2 separate regions of the Mus musculus genome follow, and region 1 is linked to region 2. A link is a contact called in public Hi-C data. All regions are on one chromosome and are shown on one strand. The core of a region is the stretch at or near the end of the contact, and the rest is flanking DNA. Distances in the headings are between cores, read along the strand shown.

What was found. Hi-C and Micro-C count contacts between places; a contact is called where the count stands out from the background.
Region 1: a contact with region 2 is called in a Hi-C map of olfactory sensory neurons, with 1.6 times the contacts expected there. The contact joins the promoter of Tmem200c here to the enhancer-like site in region 2. A contact is called at or near these places in 1 of 15 datasets of contacts at CTCF or cohesin (the NIH/3T3 cell line), 1 of 484 Hi-C or Micro-C datasets (olfactory sensory neurons), 1 of 115 datasets of contacts at active chromatin or transcription factors (neural progenitor cells) and 1 of 9 other capture datasets (adipose tissue).

What each region holds. Positions count from the first base shown.
Region 1 is chr17:68,834,309-68,840,429 of GRCm38.p6, forward strand. It overlaps Tmem200c (transmembrane protein 200C), which reads left to right and starts at 2,828. Exons shown (of 2, transcript NM_001206661.1): 1 at 2,828-3,225; 2 at 6,016-6,121. The coding sequence starts at 6,116.
Region 2 is chr17:68,780,807-68,786,405 of GRCm38.p6, forward strand. It overlaps a transcript of L3mbtl4 not described here. Among named protein-coding and RNA genes, the nearest start is that of Tmem200c, 54 kb to the right of the region's middle. Within about 2 kb of position 1,750, at least 2 of the 459 cell types and tissues checked have an H3K27ac peak or open chromatin away from gene starts, as enhancers often do. A contact at or near this core is called in olfactory sensory neurons, where this site is marked.

The DNA of each region.
Region 1 (6,121 bases), core at 1,578-4,077, 55 kb after region 2:
ATGCATATCAAATGATCGTACAATGAGTGGCTGATTGTATTATATAAGGCCTCTTTTGAAGTTAAAACATAATTACATTTCCCCTCTTCCATTTCCTCCCTCCAGCCCACCTCTCTCTCTCTCTCTCTCTCTCTCTCTCTCAAATAAATTCATGGTCTCTCTTTTTTTTTTCATTGTTGATATATATTCTTCTTCTTCCCCTAACTACATAAATTCGACCTTCTCAGACTCTATGTTACTTGCATGTGTATGTTTTGAGGCTGATCACTCTTCACTGGGAAAGTGACTATCTCTTCTCAGTTAACATTTCTTAGTTGACTGCTATTTGTCTAGGGTTGCAGAGAACATATGGTCCTGGTCCTAACTGAAACATCTACAGCACAAACACTGTACCTAAGGCTCAGGGAATAGTGTGAAGGTGGGACGGGGGATTGTAAGAGAAAGTTTGCTGAGCGATTGCATTCCTAGAGATAAAATCCTTTCAAAAGAGTTAGCTGAAAGTTAGTAAAATAGGCATGGGGTGTGGCTAGATCTGTGGGTACCAAGAACTTTGTAACTGCTTCACAGAATATCTTGGCATAGCTGGGAAGGTTCTGAGAATCTTGTATGATAGTGTATTGCAGAGGTAGTAATAATAATAATAATAATAATAATAATGATAAACCTCCACTGAAAACAGATAGGTGTTTGATTTCCTCTGATATCCTGAGCTAGAAACAAAGAAAATAACTGTTACAGAGAGCAGTTCAAAGTACCCAAGGAGCTCAGTTTGGAAGGAAGTCTTTGAATAATAAACCATAAATATTATTACAGTCGTCAATGTAAGAAGCAGCTAGCTATATCCCACAGTCCCCGTGCATGTCCAGTTTCTCTAGATAGCGGCTTCTCTTCTCCTAACCCATAGAAAGAGTTTCTAATGTGCACCTGGTGGCTATAATTTGTGCACAAAGTGAAACTATTAATGGTTTAATCCACCCCAAATCTTAATGTAATTCTTTAGTAGAATTCCTGTGTGTATGTAGCCCTGTAGGACAGAGAGTAGGATTTGCCATTTGGTCCCTTGGCAGACAGCTCTGTAATGAAATGAGGCTTCGGGTCCAGCCTTTGTACAAAACACCAGATAGTTATCAGGGATTTAAGAAATGCAGGGATTCTGAGCCAAAAGGGTTTTAACAAACCACTGAAGGAGTTGGGTTACTTTTCCTTTGCAATGATTTCCGTAAAAGGAGACGTTCCATTGTGGGGCGGGAAGGGTTTCCTCTGCAGCCTTTTGTTTTCTAACATTTGACAGCTGAGCTAAGATAAGGGGAAGGAGTTCAGGTTGAAACTTCAATCAGAGGCCACCTTTCAAACATGCAGGTGATGGCCACCTTTAGGATTCACATACTCTCTGTCCCCTTCCATCGCCCAACCACCTCTATCCCCACCTCATTAATTATCATGTATGCTTGGCTTCTCTAATGTTCTCTTGTTTGATATATGCTCAAGATACTGTGTGCCTTTAGAAAAACCTTGTGGCTAGATCTGTGGGTACCAGAGTCATCCTGCTAAATTCTTGAACAGTAAGCAGCACCCACCACAGTCGCCATTACAAGACCCTTGCCTGGATGCCTAATTTTCGGGAGCCTTGATTTTATCTGCCTTTCTCTTCCTCTCTGCCTGAATCCTAGCCACGTCATTTTAATAACTAATTGAAACCTGTCTAACTTTCTTAACACTCAGTGGGGAAATTCCATTTGAAAATTCTTTTCCCTGTCATTTCTACTATGTGCTTGAGAGAGAATGAAAATATGAAGATAAAAAATAGGATTTCTCTCTCCCTCGTGTGTGTGTGTGTGTGTGTGTGTGTGTGTGTGTGTGTGTGTGTTCTTCTCTGCTTTTCAAATGACATAGAGAGTTTGAGTAACCTCCCTACCCCCATTTCTCCTCTTTGAAGCTAACCCTGATTGCCATTCCCTAAGAACGTGTTTCTTTTTGAAGGCTTGGGTTACCCCAGAGGGTAGAGGGAGGGAACTGTAGGGCCTGCCTAAGCATCTTTCAGCCCATTCTAACCTCAGAAGAGACTCAAAGGCCCATATTCCAGGGAGCCCTTGAGGTCCCTTAAGGCCAGTTACACAGCCCAGTTCTGCTCAAGTGTGATAGCATTTGACAGAGGTTTATGTGAGTCCGGTGGTGAGAGCACCTAGTTTGTGAGCCCGCTCCGCTCCGCTCCGGCCCGTCCTGGCTTGGTTCGTTGGGGGGGGGGGGGCACTTACTGTGTTCTTGGGGCATCCACGCTGCAAACTCTCAAGTGTAGGTGGGGTAGGGGGCGAGGCTGTGTGCACTGTAATAAGAAAAAGGGAGAGCAGAGAGGATGGGAGCCTGAGGGACCAGAGACCTGAAGAATAATCCCTGTCTTCAGGGACAGCATCACTCAGATCCTGATGGGGAACTCCCTGGGAGGGGCTGGCGTTTCTCTGGATCCTCTTGGGTTAGGTGCTCAGACAGGTAGTTGGGGAAAGAGAACCAAGCTGTCAGCTGAGGCTGAAGGCGTTTCAGCTGCGTTCAGAACCTTGCCTTACACGATCGCGCCCCGACCTGGTTCAAGCACGCGGTGCAGGTGTCGCCTCCCCTGGTGCCCCTCTTGGGAAGGGGGACAAGTCGCTGTCGAAGGGACGGACGGCAGGCTGGAGAGGAGGCGGGGGAGGGGCTGGGGGTAGAGGGGGCGGGGCGGGGGGCGGGTGCCCCCCTGAGAGCCAAGCCGGGCCGGGTACCTACTGCCATCCTGCCGCAATTTCCCTGTGTCATGGCTCCGGTCTCTTAGCAACAGCCGCCAGTCCGGCCGCCCGGAGCAGCCGCCGCGGGCTCAACTCCACCCGGCGGAGCCCGGCGCGCCGCAGCCACACAAAAGAGGCGCAGGGCTGGAGAGCGCGCGGCCGCAGGGTCGGCAGTGTGCGCAGCGGGAGGGGACCGTGGCAACAGGGAAGGCGCGCCCGAGGGAAGAAGGGCTCCAGGCGGCGCGCGGGATGCGGAGGACCTGACACTTCTTGGAAACTCTTGGAAATGGCTTCCGCCACCGCGCCTGAGGGGACTGCGAGCCCCTGGCGCAGGTTCGTCCCCACCGGGCTGTCCAGCCGCTCTCGCTCCCGGGGCTCCGGGGCGCTGTCCCTGCGCTCCGCCGTCGGCTCGGGCTGAAAAGTTTCTCCATGGTTCTTTGTGTCTCCCGAGCTGCCCCGGTCTCCCTGGGTAAGTGAGCGATTATTGTTTGCTTAGAGTGCCTCCATTTTGAGCATTTCTGTCAATCCCCGGCCTCCGAGCGCCCTTCACTAGCCCTCCTGTCCCCGAGCCCAGGCCCCTTGGCCGGTGTTCTGAGTCAGGTGTTCTCCTGGGCGTGCTACCAGGACTGCGCTGCCCAGAAAAGGCGAGTTGGGGATTGCCTTCACTTCACTTGAGGCGGACTCGTAGCTGCTGCACTCATGTGACTAGACCAAAGCAAGGGCAAGAGACTCGCGGCCCTGAGGGCCAGGGGCCGGGGGTCGAGGACCTGGGTTGGGTGCAGGGCACAGCATCGCTCACAATCTGGGGCCCTAAGTCTTTGATGCTGGGTTCTATCCATCATGAGCAGAGAACTTGATTCTCTCTCTTGGAAGCAGTTGTATTTTTAGACATCCCTCATTTGATTTCCCCATCCTCCATTCCTTAACCAAGGCAGGACTCGCGCCAGGCAGCCAGTTGCAAAGGCAGACAGATCCACTGCTAAGTTTGTTTTCCTTCCTTTGGTCTAAGGAAAGCTTGGGGGGGGGGGGCTTTTCTGTGTCACCTGACCTCTGTCAGTATTCTGTGTCAGATCGTGATATGCTGAAAAGGAGTTCGTCTTTCAAGAGAGCTGGAAGAATAATAAACTAGGGAATAATTAGAAGCTATTAAACTAATTTTAAACATCTTCTGTAAACCTTGTTAAAATCTATTCCAACTTTTCTTATATTCTGCTGGATGTAAAGCTGGCTTGCAGAAGAGGAATGCAGAAAGGTGCCTCTTTCATGACATCCAGCTCCCGGGGGGCATCTCTCTTCAGAGAGCCACCCTGGCTGCTGAAGCTGGCTTTGTTTCTAAAATGCCTAGACCTTAAAGTCTCTTGAAGCCAATCTAGACTTCAAGACTATTAAAGACCTGGAGCCTACAGTTCAACTAAAGCAGCAAATTTTATGTTGCGACATACAATAAGTATAAACATGTGGGGCGAGTATATTTGGTGTTTATACTTACTCTCCTGTGTATTTGTACGTACTCTCCTGTATCTCCAAATATACTTCTCCGGTATATTTGGTGTTTATACTTACTGGTAGAGGACCTTTTAAAAACCAGATTTTAAAGGTTTGCAGATGTGGTCTCACTGTTGACACCTCCCTAAAACATTTAGGATTTCTTTACTGAATTCCAACCAAGTTCCAAAGAGATATTGTTCTTTGCAAACAATAAAAAACCTGACTGCCATTTGCTTGCCCATGTGGAGAAAAGATCATAACCAGATTGATATACCAGAAGGAATCAAGGGTCATAGCTCCTCACTTAAGCACCAATTAAAAGCGAAATTCTACCCAAATAACTTACATTTTCAAATCTATTCTACTACATGGACTGCCTTGCAAAGTGTGTGTGTGTGTGTGTGTGTGTGTGTGTGTCCAAAGGCCTGTGATGGTCATCTTTAAGAGCAACATAATGCCCTTAATTTTTAGCATCTCTGTTATAGAAGGGAACATAGAGAATGCACTCTGAAGACCCAGCAGGACTGGACTTTTAACATTTGATAGATAACCACATATGGGCATCAGTTCTTATTCCTGCTTAAACTGTATAGTCAACAACCCAAAGAGCTCCCCAGAGCTAAGCCATGGTTGCTGCCTCCTCTCTCTCACCCCACCCCTCACCCCCACCCCTAAAATGACCTCCTGAGAAAGGATGGAGAAAACAGCTTTTCTTTGTGGAAATGCCTTCCTATAAATCATCATTATGAGGACTGCTTTACCTAGGTAATTGCCTATTCATTTGAATACTTGGGTTCTGTAGAATACTGTTGGTATATTAATCAAGGGTCAGAAAGCTACTGTGGTCGAATTTTCTAATATTGTCATTTTCCCACACAAGAGAAAGGTCTTTCTTGGGGAGAGTCCAGAGGACTTCTCATATCCCCTGATGAAATCTAGCACAAGATACCTTTAAAGGGAGTTCCTCCAGGGGAGGAGAGAAAGCCAGAGGAAGAGCTGGGTTACATAACAATTACCTAAAAGGAAATATTCCATACCAAGAAGCTGTCCAGATGTTGCAAAGTTGAGATGAGAGGATCGGGAGAAGCCCCTGCGTGCCTAGTGGTCCAGGATTTGAGTAGCCGCGAGGCAACTTTGTGGAAAGATCTGTTGCTGGTATTGAAGTAATATCTCTTAGATTTTCTGGGCGATGAACAGTGTCAGTCATCTGAAGTCAGCCACCCTGTCCGTGCGTGTGTGGCGTTTCGCTCTCATCCTGGGAACTAAATTCCTTTCTTTTTATACAGTAGTAACTTTCAAGAACTGTTTGGTGACTTTGGGCCCCACTTGGGCAAATGTCCTGGCTCAGAGGCCTGGTACACCAGAGGCCCCTGCTTTGGGAAACTTTTCCATTGCAGTGAGAGGCAGGGGTAGGGTATGGGGAAAGGCTCTGACCAAGAAAGTCCTCAAACATTACTTTTGAGTCTCCACATCCACAGGATTTACAAGTATGTCAGGGCTCCCACTGGCTGCCAGCCAGGAAGCTTTCAGATAGAGGGTCTTGGAACATGTGGGGGATGGGATGGGGAGAGAGGAAAGTTTTTCTCAAACTGGTTCAAACCACCGTTTCTTTCCATCGCACAAACTGGTCTTTGATTTGTGTACACAGCTTTGGGGTGGGGGTGGAGACACACCTGGAGTTCCATCCAGGGGCAGGGGCAATCCTGGCACGTGGGCGGTTTCCGGCAGCCAAGCCCAGCACCCTCTGACTGTGTTCCTCTACTTTGCGCAGGAGGAGGTGACCAAGCAGCTAGTGGGCAGCTGGCGCTCCCCCCACACAAGCTTCAGCCGCAGCAGCCCTACGGGCTAGCCTTGCATTCCACCAGTTCACCATGATC
Region 2 (5,599 bases), core at 500-2,999:
TCAGAATCCTCATAAATGTGTTCTTCCTATGATTTATTAATGAATAATATATTGAGAAGACTTTTTTCAAGGATGTATTCTGGCTATGCTCCCTCAGATTTCAACTGTCTTACTCTGTCAGTTTCCAATTGTTGTAGAAAATTGGGACTGCTTAACCACTTAAAGTGATGAAGTGAAAACCAAGTAAGCAATTTTCTATTCAAACATAAGATTTAAACAAATAAATTCGGTGGCTGAATCATCCGATGAGTTGATGATCAGCAATTACATCTTTCAGTAAAATCATCTCCCTCCAAAGGTCTTCCACTGAGCATTCTTTTCAGGAGCATGAGGGAGGCTGAACCCAGTGAGCAGTCAGATAGAATCCTGCTGTCAGAGATGCTCACCACAGGAAGGATGCTCAGGAACCCCAGGGGACATCTGAACAGCTATGAAAACTCAGCTCATAAAGGATGAGAGCAGAGGACTGTGCATATGGTCATTGGGCACCATTCTTCTCTTGGGGACCAAGATGCACTGGGGGGACAGTACTACTGTGTCTCTGCCATAAATGAAAGGGCAGGGGACAGGATGTGGGGTAAACTATGGGGTAGAACAGCCATTGAAATAAGAACAGAATGCAGAAAGTGTGGGAAATTACGGGTTGAGACACCGAGTTGACTTCCTTTTCTCCAGACGGTTCCATTGCACAAGCTCAGACTAGCTGTTCTGTGCTGTTTTGCTGTCAAGGCACCACCCATCACTTGCCCACTTCCTTAGTCTTGAAATTAGACTGTGTTCCCTTTGATGTAGAAAGCTAGGCATCAAAGCAAATCGATTCACGAAGAACAGAAATCCCAGGTTAAAACCAGGAAGTTTCAGGGCAGATTGAACTGAATTCTCTGCGCCGTGGCCAAAAGCAAATGTACAGAACACACATGGAGCCTATCTGGAATACAGGAGCCTCTTTATCTTGTGCAACTCTGGGGTCTGTGAGGTCTTTCCATAGAGAGAAATCATCAAGAGCTGTCGGCTAACATTAGCTCAGTGTCATATGCTTAAAGTCTAGAAATAAAAGATGTATTTTCCAGGCCCTTATCTGTCTCCGCCAGAAGAACACAGACTGGATAATTCAGAAACCAGGGATATTTCTTTCCCAGTTTCCAAGAGTGAGGCATCTGACAGTGTTCCCCTCACAGGCACATGGCAAGAGTCATCCCATGGCTGAAGACAGATGGACAAAAAAGCAAAAGGGTATCAGGAGCCATGTTCAGTTTTGTAACAGATGCACCCAGGATGATGGCATTTGGTCATGAGTGAGGTGGTGGCTCCACACTTTAAGTGACTAAGTCACAACAAGCAGGTCTGACCTCCACCTGCAGTGCTGTTCCTGGTGACTGACTTAATCACCTCTCCCTAGGCTCCACCTGCAGTGCTTACCATGTGTTGAAGGATCCAACACATGAACTTCAAAGTTCCCTTAGGGAATGTGACCAGGCAATGTCACTCAATGAAATCCACGAAAGGTAGTATTTGAGCCACAGGTCACCTGTCACCACACACCTAGGTGTTGGCATGATCTCCTCTAAATCTGTGTTCATTCTCTATACCCTTGCCAACCATGGAGATGTTCTCATACCCTCTGCCCTAGGAAGACCCTCTGCATAGAAGTCCATAGCACTAACTGCTTAGCTAAAGATAGCAGATATTATTTTAAGTACCATCTTGACTTCAGTCAATTAAGTAACCAACTAACTTGAACTTCTTAGACTTTTATCCCCTCGGGTTAAAAGTGGCAATTAGCAAGAAGAAATCAGACATGTTCCCAATGTGATTAACTGATATTGTCACCAGGCAGGTAATTTTAAATACTTCCATTCTTTAAATACAGATTCAATAATTTTAGCTCATTGCTGTTCTAATATTTATTATGCATGTGGGACAATTTTACAGAGCAGTATATTTTCACATAGTTAGGCTTGGTAATCCTTGAAAGATTATCCAACAGATATTTGATTCTTAGAGCCCTGGGGAGGGTGGGTAAAAATAAGAAGTGATTGGAAATTGCATAGAGTGCTAAGCTAAAAAACAATGAGCACATTGGTGAGCTGTGTTTATGAGAGATGGGGGCCTTGGCCTGTTCTAGAAGTGACAATGCATATCCTCTCCAGCGTGAGCCTTACACTGCTGCTGTTCAGAAAGTCACCCAGGGCACAGTTCCCCAGGGAGTCATTTAGCTGTATGTTGACTTCAAAACTGAATACCCTTAGGGCATGTATAGTTTTTTACAAGAGCAATTTATTTATATTTGGTTAATTCTATCACTCTAGGCAAGTTCTCTTTAGCTGGCCAGTCTGTAAGCTACAGCATTTTGTCCACATCAGAGCTGATAAATGTGTCTCTTCATCAGTTCCGGGGAGAAAGGTCTATTTCCCCGTGTCTAGTTAGTTGTCTGAAGCTTGAAAAGTCATCTAGAACTTGTGACCACTCTTAGCAGACTCAGGATGACAGAAAGCTATTCCACAGTTCAGCCTGGGTTATAAGCCAGAACAGCTAGACAATTGGAATGTCTGCCCTCAGAGGAAGGAAACAATATAAGAAACAAAGAACCCACGGGTGGAAGAATCTAGGCTCCAAAGTATATACTTCAATTTTTACAGTTTTAAGGTACTGAATTGTTTGACAAATTCATTTAATTCTCATTGTCTATTGTTCCAAACACAATAAATTGCTATGTGCACCCCCTGGAGCAATTCTGTAGCTTTCTCAAAATTTCATGGGGATCCAGATATCAATTAATAGACAAATAGAGAAGACTTAGCTACTTGGGTCATGTGATCACATTCGTCTTTATAAAATCATCTTCAACAAGTCCCTAGTAAAACAATTACAAAATTTCCAGCAGAGATGTGTGCAAGGCGGGGCCTCGGGAGGGAAGAGTTGATCTAAATCCCCTCCCCCACTGCAAATGCTAACATAATATGTGCATACAGAGTTAAAAGAATTTTATGTTTTACAGTTGGCTATGTAGATGAGATACTTGATATATAATTTCTAAAAATTAAGGGGGAAGTAAATTGTTTGCTGATTCAACCCAGTTTTTTCCACTCTTGCTTGGTATGAAACATATTGGCTCTTTCTGGTACCATAAAATCATTTTAAACACAGAGGGGGATATTTGATATATGTTCTCATTTTGTAACCCATATGGCCTCAAATTTATAACCTTCATTCTCCAATGTCCCTAGTATTGGAATTAAAGGCATGCACTCCTATCTGTGTGTATATTTTAAGACTCTGGTACCGTTGTTTCAGTGTTTTTTACACTAAATTGCCCCTTTTTTATTTTTGTGGTGGTAGTGGTTCTGTTGGTTTGTTTAATTTGGGGAGAGGGTTTGGGGGTGATTGGTTGTTGCTGTTGTTTTCATGGGTGTGTGTGTGTGTGTGTGTGTGTGTGTGTGTGTGTGTGTCAGTGGTCAATGTTGGTTGCTTTCCTTAATCTCTCCATACCTAACTATTGAGACAGGGTCTCCCACTGAACCTGGAGTTCACTTATTCTATAGACTGGCTGGCCAGGAAACCCCAGGGATCCTCTTAATCTACCTTCCCACCTGCTGCTTTCCCATGCTGGCATGCAGACACAAGGCATGACAAGTCAATCTCCTTGCTTGGGGGTTAGGGATATGATCAGCTCCTTTTGCTTCCATGGAAAGCACTTTACCTGGATCTCCATCTTTAAGATGCTTTCAGTGAGGTTTGTGAGTGATTTTTTTTTTTTTTTTGGTATGTTTTGCATCTTTTGATCTTGTCTCCAGTCTCTATCCCTTTTTCCCTTCTCAACAACTTCTTCCATTGAAGAGCCCTCTCCTAGTCTTCAAATGGTCTTCTTTGGGCCAGCTGCTGTCACTCTGACCTATGGCTTGCTCATATTAAAGCACACTTCATCCATGTCAGCTCTCACAAGGAGTGTCCCTGGGACACCAGGTGGAAACAGCACAGGAAATCATTGAGTCATGCAAGGCCGGCTCTCTGGCATGAGCAGATCTGTCCCCAGGATGGATGTTTTGCTGATGGTGTGTTAAACTCTAGCAGAACTCGATTCCTAAGGAAGAGGCCTTAAGCAAATCAAACTCTAGTATCCCTGCATGCAGACAATGGTGGAGCACACATGGGTAACGCATTTCCTGTGCCCAGTGTTCTGAGTGGCCAGCCACAGCTCTGCCGACTTCATTTGACCCACTTCACTTTTCTTTGCTCAATCTGAATATCTTGGTTATAACTCATATGCAACTCTTACCCTGTTTTGACATCTGCTGCAATGCCCTGCCCTACACTGAGAGAAAAAAAAAAATGGTGTGCCCGCTGCTAATTGCTCAGTAACATGAAGATTTGACTATGCAGGGGCCTTTTTTTTTTCCTTTTCTTTTCTTAAAACCTGACTTCCGTGACAAGACCTTTCAATGAAATACCAATTTTGAAAACAAATCAAATGCTTCCCATCAACCATGCTTTCCTGCTCCTTTCTCGGATATCTTCAGTCATAGCAAGGCACCCAGACCAATGTCTCCTGAAATAATATCACTGTGACAAGAATCTGAGAGAACTCTTCTTTTTCCCTTCCTTAATGAAAGTTTATTTTTATTCCTTCTGGGTCATATTTTTTACATCTTCATGATATACTCACTAATCTGTGGGGTGAGTTCATGAAATAAAATGCTCTCTGTGAAAAATTCCAACAACCATCACTTAATCATATTCCATTTGTTATGCGTTTTTTTAAATTTTTATTTTATCTTTATTTTTTACACTCCATATTCCATTCCCCACCCCCCACCCCCATCCACCCTCTGACTGCTCCACATGCCATACCTCCTCTCCACCCCACCCTGTCTCCACATGGATGCCCCCACCCTCCACCCTGCCTGACCTCTAAACTCCCTGGGGCTTCCAGTCTCTTGAGGGTTAGGTGCATCATCTCTGAATGAACATAGACCCAGAAGTCCTCTGCTGTATGTGTGTTGGGGACCTCATATCTGCTGGTGTATACTGTCTGTTTGGTCCAATGTTTGAAAGATCTCAAGGGTCCAGATTAATTGAGACTGCTGGGCCTCCTACAGGATTACCCTTCTCCTCAGCTTCTTTCAGCCTTCCCTAATCAACAACAGGGGTCAGCTGCTTCTGTCTATTGGTTAGGTTCAAATATCTGCATCTGACTCATTCAGCTGCTTGTTGGGTCTTTTGGAGGACAGTCATGATAGGTCCCTTTTTGTAAGCTCTCCATAGCCTTAGTAATAGTGTCAGGCCTTGGGACCTCCCACTGAGCTGGATCCCACTTTGGGCCTGTCTTTGGACCTTCTTTCCTCAGGCTCCTCTCCATTTCCATCCCTGTAATACTTTCAGACAGGAACAATTATGGGTCAGAGATGTGACTGTGGGCTGGAAACCCCAGCCCTCATTTGATGGCCTGTCTTCCTGCTGGAGGTGGTCTCTATAAGGTCCCTCTCCTTACTGTTAGGCATTACATCTAAGGTCCCTCCCTTTGAGTCCTGGGAGTCTCTCACCTCCCAAGTCTCTGGTGCATTCTGGGGTTCCCTCCCCCAACCTCCTATTTCCTGAGGTT